2 separate regions of the Sus scrofa genome follow, and region 2 is linked to region 1. A link is a contact called in public HiChIP or PLAC-seq data. All regions are on one chromosome and are shown on one strand. The core of a region is the stretch at or near the end of the contact, and the rest is flanking DNA. Distances in the headings are between cores, read along the strand shown.

Region 1 (4,513 bases), core at 120-2,619:
GGTTGTCTTAACCTAATAAATGTGATTTTTCTCCCTGTTCTCTCTTTTATTTATTTGCGTATAGGCCTCTTCCCTGGTGTGTTTTCCTGGGTGTGGAAAACACCTTGTTACCCAGCTCCACAGTTAATTACTATAATTGCTTTGGGGCAATATTGTTTCTAGTTTGTTTTTTTAATATGAAAAACTTCATACACATTCTTGTATGGAATGATTTCCTGAACCTGTCCTTCGCCTTGCTCATGATGAAGAATTTTGACTGTTGCGTGTTTACTCAATTGCTAAGCTGCTGTACGTAGTGGAATACAGTAGTCTCTTTCACCTGGGTTAACCTTTCAAGGTTAAGGAAAGCTGGAAATAGAAATTACGGGGTCTGGAATCAGCTATTTTCCTCTAGCTGACTTGTACCACATCTCCACTATTGGCAGTTTTCCTAAGGTCTGTAAAAATGAAAAGTCATCAAGCTGGCCAGGTACTCCTGCCACTCTGTTTTAAGAAGGTTTTTTATGAGTTTGTCTCATGTTTTGTTTTAGAAGAGTCTTGGTGGAACAACTTACCTGTACACAAGTGCTTTGTTCTAAGTGTTCGTCCATATTAACTAGGTTTAAAATATTGCTGGGCCTTTCCAACAGTTGTTTAACCTTCACAGGTGAGGTAGGTGCTGCGTAACAAGGGCTGCCCTTTGAACAATGTGTGAAGGTGGTGTGTGCCCCTTTCCCCATGCACACTCAAAGGAGAGAAGTATGGGGGAAGGCAGGATAGCCCCAGCCTTTTTGCCTAGAAACGCAAGGAAGGCCTAGAATTACAATAAAAGGCCAACATTTTGGGTTTTCCAGCTAATGCTAGCTGCATGCAGAGATTCCTGGACCAGGGATTGACTAGCTACAGCAGAGGTGATGGCCAAGTCCTTAACCACTGAGCAACGAGGGAACTGCAAGGACTATGACCACTTAATTTTTGTGAATACAAGGTTAATAAGGGGCATTTCCTTGGCTGGTGTTTTGTTTTTTTTGTTTTTGTTTTGGCTTTTTGCTTTTTCTGGGTCTGCTGCTGTGGCACATGGAGGTTCCCAGGCTAGGGGTCCAATTGGAACTGTAGCCACCAGCCTACACCACAGCCACAGCACTTCAGGATCCGAGTCTGCGACCTACATCCCAGCTCACAGCAACGCTGGATCCTTAACCCATTGAGAGACCAGGGATCGAACCCGCAACCTTATGGTTCATAGATTCGTTAACCACTGAGCCACATGGGAACTCCTTGGCTTTTTTTAAGGGCTGCAGCCGGGGCATATGGAAGTTCCCAGGCCAGGGATCAAATCAGAGCTGTAACTGCAGGCCGACACCACAGCTCACAGCTACGCGTGGATCCTTAACCCACTGAGCGAGGCCAGGAATGGAACCTGCCTCCTCATGGATCCTAGCTGGGTTTGTTAACTGCTGGCCACAAAGGGAACTCCAAAAAGGGGTATTCAAATGTGAATATGCAACATACAAAGTACTGATTGAACAAAAAGGAAAGTAAGGCTGACTCAATAGAGGCGACAGCAGGAGAATGAAAAGTAGATGGAAAGATCTTTATTGGTGTTGATGAGGACATATAAAAAGAGCAACAAATTAGGGCGAACTAGGCCTGACGGAAGTGAGAAGAACCGAGGGTCCCACATTTGCCTTTGCAAGCGGGAGAGGCCGGTAAGGGGGTTCCAGCCGGAAGAAACAGTGACGCACTTCCGTGGGTGGGGCTAGCCGTATGCACGCTCACTTCCGTCGCAACTGCGCAGTTCGCCTCCGGGAGCTTGATAGTTGTGTGTGGGTTTGGTCTAAGTTTAACTCCCGGGGACTATGCGCTCCGGTGCAGCCGGCAGGGCCTGCCAGAGAGTCTGCAGGTGCTTTTTTTCTGGGTTTGGGACTCGAGTAGATGGGGGGCAGCCGGAGTACTTGAGAGAAAACGGCTCCGGTTCCCTCGTAGGGCTTGCGGAGCCCCACGGTAGCGAGCGGAGAGAAGCTCCTGAGTCTAGTGATGAGGGGAGCGAGGTGCTGATAGAGATCTGTCAGAAAAGGCGTTTTCTCAGTGGCACCAAGCGGAAGCTTAGCCGAGATTCTCTTCTCAGCGGGTGCCACCCCGGCTTTGGCCCTTGGGCATAGAGTTGCGGAAGAACCTGGCGGCAGAATGGTGGTCTTCGGTGGTGGTGTTCAGGGAGCAGGTCTTCCCGGTAGACGCCCTCCACCATGAACCGGGGCCTTCGCTGCCTGGGGACAGTGCCTTCAGGTTAGTTTCTGCAGAAACGCTACGAGAAATCTTGCAAGACAAAGAGCTGAGTAAGGAACAGCTAGTAGCATTTCTTGAGAACTTATTAAAAACTTCTGGGAATCTACGAGAGAACCTTCTTCACGGTATGCTCCACGGTTTCATGCTTCAAAATAGATGTTGGGGTGGAAAAGCAATCTCACTCGATTAAAACGAATTGCACCTGGCTCTTTATGCACGTGGAAAGGAAGTTATCTGGTTCTCATCTTGAAATAGTTGGGTTTCAACTGCTGCCTGGAGAAAATTAGTTCATGGGATCGTTATTGTTCCTTGAAGAATCTGGCCCTAGGATCTAGTAAAGCTGTTTCATAGGGCAACCTAGAATTTTGGAGTTCACTTGAGCAGCCCTAGAATTAGGAGATTAAATCATGTGTATTAATCATAGGCTCATTGTTTCTAAAATGTTTATAAATACTTCCACAGTTTTGAATTTTACATACAATAGACTAATCAAGTGCTCATTTTTCTAGAGCAACAGGAAAATGCCCTCCCCCAGTTTTTCTTAGTGAAAACTGAGCAATAGTCTAGTTCGAAGAGCCCTTCAGGTGATTTTTGAGTTGGAAATATAATAATAGGACGAAATTGGAGTTCCCGTCGTGGCTCCGTGGTTAACGAATCTGACGAGGAACCATGAGGTTGCAGGTTTGATCCCTGGCCTTGCTCAGTGGGTTAAGGATCCGGCGTTGCCATGAGCTGTGGTGTAGGTTGCAGACGCGGCTGGGATCCCGTGTTGCTGCTGTGGCTGTGGCCTAGGCCGGTGGCTCCGGCTCAGATTCGACCCCTAGCCTGGGAACCTACATATGCTGTGGGAGAGGCCCTAGAAATGGCAAAAAGACCAAAATAATAATAATAATAATAGGACTAAATTAAGCTATATAAGTGACTCAAGTGAATACACAGAAATTTGTTTGACACAATTTGCCTTTCAAGTCAAATAGAACATGGGGGGAAAAAAAAATCAGGTTCTTGGAGTTTCCGTTGTGGCTCAACGGAAAGGAATCTGACTGGCATCCATGAGGACACAGGTTCAATCCCTGGCCTCACTCAGTGGGTTAAGACTCCTGAGTTGCCATGAGCTGTGGTGTAGATCAAAGATGCAGCTCAAATCTGGTATTGCTGTGGCTGAGGTGTAGGCCAGCGGCTACTCTGATTCAACCCCTAGCCTGGGAACCTCCATATGCTATGGGTGCAGCCTAAAAAGACCAAAAAAAAAAAAAAGAAAAAAAATCAGGTTCTTTAGAGGACAGACTTGCTACAGCATCTCATCTTTGCAAAGCGCTATCCTTGCCATTTTTTATTAAGCGGTACTATGAAGTAATTTAAAATAACCAATGTCCATTGTTTCTGAAAATTAGTACCTGTATTGTAACCTTTTAAAGATTTTTCCGTAATAAAATAAAGCAAGCTTAAACTGGTGAGTATATAGGACAGTTTTAATGTGTACTACTTTAATTATTCCATGGTAGTTTTACTTTGGGGGAATTAAATCTCTGCTCATTATCATATCCCAAAACAAAGTCAATCTTTTATTCCCTTTTAGAAAATGAAACATAGCTCTCTTGGATTCATCAAAGTACTTATTGATGTTCCAGACATTTCCTTGCCTTTAAGAAACTTAAATCCGGAGTTCCCGTCATGGCGCAGCAGAAGCGAATCTGACTAGGAATCATGAGGTTGTGGGTTCGATCCCTGGCCTTGATCAGTGGGTTAAGGATCCGGTGTTGCCATGAGCTGTGGTGTAGGTCGCAGACGTGGCCCGGATCTGGCGTTGCTGTGGCTGTGGGGCAACGGCTCTGATTAGACCCCTAGCCTGGGAACCTCCATACACCGTGGGTGCGGCTCTCAAACGACAAAAAAAACCTAAAGACTTAAGTCCACTTATTTGCCAAATCTTTTGGTTGTCTAGTGTTTTAGCTTAAGTACCAGTTTGCCATTTCTTTCTATGCCCAATGCCCTTGCCGTCTTTATTTCATGTCTGAAATATTGTGGTAGCCTCTACTTACGGATGGGTTTTTAAAAATTCTCAGCCATTGTGTTTCCAAGTATTGTTACTGCCCCGTTCTCTTCCTTCTGTCCTTCTGTGGCTAATTACACATATGTTAGACTTCCCTCCCACCCAGTCTTGTTAGCAACTTTCTTGAATACATTATCACGTTTTAAAGTCTATGTCTGATAACTCAGATGTCTGTTTCCAATATCTGTTTTTCTC
Region 2 (4,404 bases), core at 1,853-4,352, 56 kb after region 1:
GCCAACAACCTCTCTCGTAATTTTTGATCTGGACAATTAATGTTTTCTCAGTCCACGGAGTTCTGATTTTATGCACGGTCGGGGAGAGGGTGAGAAACTCACACCCATGTTCAAGGTCATTCTTAGTGACCATGCACCTGTTCGGCGTCTTGGGAGGGCATCTTAGCGGCATCTGTAAAAAGTCAAATAGACATGCCCTTGGACCCAGCAGTGTCACTTCTAGGATTTTATTCTGCAGAGATACTCTCACACACTCAGCGTGTCCACAAAATGTGTTTGTACAAGGATGTTTATGTAGTACTGTTTCTATTGAAAAGGAAAAAATGGGACAACCAATAAGGTGATGACGGTTCAATGAATTACGGCTGAGTTCTATTATGAAATGCCACGCAGCTGTTGAAAAAAAAGGAGCTCTCTCTGCATCTCCCTTTTAGAAAAAATGTCTGGGATTTATTATTAATTTTAAAAGGGACGGGTCACGGGCAGGACATAGTCTGTTTACTATGATATTGAAATGAAAAGGACTGTTAATGGTAGTTGCTTCTGAAAGGGGAGAGGGGTCCGAGGGGATGTCACAGAGCTTGCACATTTTATAGTATAGTAACAGCAACGACCTGGGCTCGCTTTTATGAATGGTTCCCCATACACCAGGCTCTGTGCTGAGGGGCATGGCTTGTCTCAGTCCTCACAACACCCCTCCCTGAGAGGTGCTTTTATTTTCCCCACTTCACAGAAGATAGAAATTAAGTTCGTGTACACCCGAAACTAACACAACTTTCTAAGTCAACTATACTCCAGTAAAAATTTCTTTTTTTTTGTCTTTTTAGGGCTGCACCCCGGCACATGGAGGTTCCCAGGCTAGGGGTCCAATCGGAGCTGTACCCGCCGGCCACAGCCACAGCCAACACCAGATCTGAGCCGCATCTGTGACCTACACCACAGCTCAGGGCAACGCCAGATCCTTAACCCACTGAGTGAGGCCGGGGATCGAACCCACAACCTCATGGTTCCTAGTCGGATTTGTTTCTGCTGCGCCACGACAGGAACTCCAAAATTTATTTTTGAAAAAAAGAAATTAAGCTTAAAGTGGTTTCCTTACGTGCCCAGGCTGCCAGCTGGAAAACGGTAGAACCAGGGTTAGGACCACAACAGGCTAACTCTATGAGATAATATGCCTCCCAGTATATATTGTTAGTGTTGATTGAATTATTTTACAATGATTGTTTTTTTATTTTCTAATTACGAAAACAGCATAGGAGTTCCTGTCGTGGCTCAGCAGAAACAAATCTGCCTAGCATCCAAGAGGACGCAGGTTTGATCCCTGGCCTTGCTAGGTGGGCTACAGACCCGGCGTTGCCCTGAGCTGTGGTGTAGGTCACAGACACGGCTGGGATCTGACATTTCTGTGCATAGGCCAGCAGCTATAGCTCCGATTGGACCCCCAGCCTGGGAACCTCCATGTGCCGCGGGAGCGGCCCAAAAAAGACGCAAAAAGAAAAAGGAAAAAAAGAAAACAGCAGAGAAGGAACCATTTCATTGTAAAAAGCAGTCTCAATATTTTGTCTCTGAGTCTCAGGAAAGATCCTTCAACTCCCTCCCTAAAATCACCTCGTTTTGAGCAGTAGGTAATGGAAAAGACTTACCTCTTTGGTTGTTCATCAAAAAGCATAGAAAAACCCATTCATGAATGGTCATGCTTAAAGCTGACCATCTCATTGCTTCGGTGAAGACAGCTTTAGTAGAAGAGTAAAGTAAGTGAAACTTACCATTTGTTTTTCTCATCCTCTCACAATCCAGTGCAGCCTTTTGAACTGGAAGAGAGAAAAGGAACATGAGAAGACTCTTTTTCCACATGGTGTTTCGATTTGGAGGTTCAAGCTTCAGAATGGTAAGGACGCCTTAAATGCGACAGAAGGCAAAATGCCCCCAAAGAATAGTTTGTTCAGATGGCTCCACATTCTCCTGAATGAAATCAAGAGGAGGACGAGGGAGGCTTGGTGGAACCCGGGTGGTAAATCACTTAGAGAACTTCCTCCTTTTTGACCAAGTTAGAGAAGTCAGAGTTGCATGAACAAAGCCTGACACAGAAGACTGGTTGGTGTGACCCTGAGAGTTCTTGTAAGCAGAGATATGGCAGGTTGCCTGTAGTTCAGGCTGGCTGGGAAGTTGGACAGTGGGAAAAGAAAAAGTGTTGTCTTTATGTAAACCCACCTGCTCATCTCTTTCTGGATTCAGCCTATGTCTAAAGGAATTAGCAGAAGTGCGGTTTAGTCTTGGGAAGCAATATTGACTCTACAGAGACACATGGAAACATGGCTGTGGCATAAGCCTGTGGCTACAGGTCTTATTTGACTCCTAGCCTGGGAACCTCCATAGGCCGTGGGTGCAGCCCTAAAAAGACCAAAAAGAAAGAAAGAAAGAAAGAAACGTGGCAGCAGAAATGCCTGATTGTGTTCATTGCTGGTTCCTAGGCCCTGCTCCAAGCTTACTGGGGGTGAAACCTGGGACTCTGAATTTTCACAAGGGCCCCAGTGGTCTCAGAGTCTCTAAATTACAACCCACAGTGACTTGTGATTCACCACTACCCAATCCAGAATTCTCCTGACTCTGCAAAGTGCATGCAGTAACAAAGCCACACACTTTGCTGTTGCCAGCCTGAAGTGGGAAGTGGTGAGAGGTTCCCAAGTGGCAGGAGGTGTAACTGAGCTGGGCCACTTGTGTTACTGATTCTTGTTGCCACCCAGGGTTGGTCCTGTAGGTCTCACACATTCCCATGGACAGGCGCCCTCTCTGTGGGGAAGACAGGGCCCTCCCTGCCCAGGTACAAGTTCCTCTAGGACATCATCCAACCTCCATAAGAACTCACTCCAGGTGCTTCTTGCTCGGGCTCCCCAGGTCCCTCCTGTGGTGGTCAGTCATTTCCGGTCCCACATCTGGCCACCCCTGGGGGTCTGAGCAGAGCCCGGGCCTGCTGCCGTCACCCCCATTTCCTCTTTGTCTGGCCTTCACTGTCTGGAAGCAATTCATCTTATTTAGCTTTCAGTTCATAAAAGGCTTTTATTTCCTTCTGACCTGAAAAGTCACTTCTGGGAGTTCCCGTTGTGGCTCAGTGGTTAACGAATCCATGAGGTTGCAGCTTTGATTCCTGGCCTCACTCAGTGGGTTAAGAATCCTGTGTTGCCGTGAGCTGTGGTGTATGTAGGTCGCAGACGCAGCTCGGTCTGGGCTTGCTGTGGTTCTGGCTTAGGCCGGCGGCTACAGCTCCGATTAGACCCCTAGCCTGGAAACCTCCATATGCCTCATTTGTGGCCCTAAAAAGGCAAAATAAATAAATAATAAATAAATAAATAAATAAAAGTCACTTCTCAAGCACCCAGCCTTCTAACAAAGACGGCACTCGATGCTTTGATACTGTGATATTGGTGGCGGTTTCTTTCACTAAAGAAGAGGGAGAGAAAGAACCCCACAGATTTACTCTCTGATAGGATGACCCACAATGCCAGAATTTCTGCTAAAGGGAATCAGAGGTTTCCTTCTTGACTTTTCCCTCCATTGTCCATCCATCCTGGCCTGAGCATGGGAGAGATCTGGGTTCTCCAGAAACGCTGACACGTCTGGGGCATTGCTGTGAGTAGAACTTTCAGCTGGGGCAGGAAGCTTGCAAACCGCAGCTTGGACACAAAGACAACAAAGGAAACCAGGGGAAGTGCTGCTTAGAGCTGCTGTAAACGTTGCTAGCATTGCCTTAGTGAGGCCCTGGGAAAAGGATCGTGATATGTCAGAGGCTACACAACAAATCAAATGGAAAAAGAAAAAGTTCATCCACGGACCAGGCACGTTCCTTGGGGCCCAGATCAAGACAGATGCACCTTGTCATGGTCCACAGCAATTTGCCATATTGATAAACTTGATAACACTAAATAGTCAAACAGTAAAGTTAGGCTTTCTGTTGTCTAAGAGCTTCACACTCCTTACAGAACCTCTATGAGGTGTGCAGAGGTATTATTAAAAATATTTTACAACCAGGAGAGAAATACACAACACACGGATCCAATATTTTATTTTTTTATTATTATTATTTTTTGTCTTTATGCCATTTCTGGGCCGCTCCCTCGGCATATGGAGGTTCCCAGGCTAGGGGTCTAACCAGAGCTATAGCTGCCAGCCTACCCAGAGCCACAGCAACACAGGATCCGAGCCGTGTCTGCAACCTACACCACAGCTCACAGCCACGCCGGATCCTTAGCCCACTGAGCAAGGGCAGGGATCTAACCCGCAACCTCATGGTTCCTAGTGGATTCGTTAATCACTGCGCCACAATGGGAACTCCACGGATCCAATATTTTAAAATATATTTCACCACTCCTGCTTTATCTCTAAATAAACTAAGCTATATTATAAAAC

What was found. HiChIP or PLAC-seq counts read pairs in DNA pulled down with a chosen protein or histone mark.
Region 2: an H3K27ac HiChIP or PLAC-seq map of alveolar macrophages shows a contact between it and region 1. The contact joins the promoter of MILR1 here to the promoter of POLG2 in region 1. A contact is called at or near these places in 2 of 47 Hi-C or Micro-C datasets (embryonic fibroblasts and epiblast stem cells) and 1 of 2 datasets of contacts at active chromatin or transcription factors (alveolar macrophages).

What each region holds. Positions count from the first base shown.
Region 1 is chr12:14,580,706-14,585,218 of Sscrofa11.1, forward strand. It overlaps POLG2 (DNA polymerase subunit gamma-2, mitochondrial), which reads left to right and starts at 1,370. Exons shown (of 9, transcript XM_021066763.1): 1 at 1,370-2,130; 2 at 2,133-2,390. The coding sequence starts at 1,839. It overlaps DDX5 (probable ATP-dependent RNA helicase DDX5), which reads left to right. Exons shown (of 14, transcript XM_021066761.1): 14 at 1-35.
Region 2 is chr12:14,634,844-14,639,247 of Sscrofa11.1, forward strand. MILR1 (allergin-1) reads right to left here and starts at 3,103. Exons shown (of 9, transcript XM_021066766.1): 1 at 1,767-3,103. The coding sequence starts at 1,854.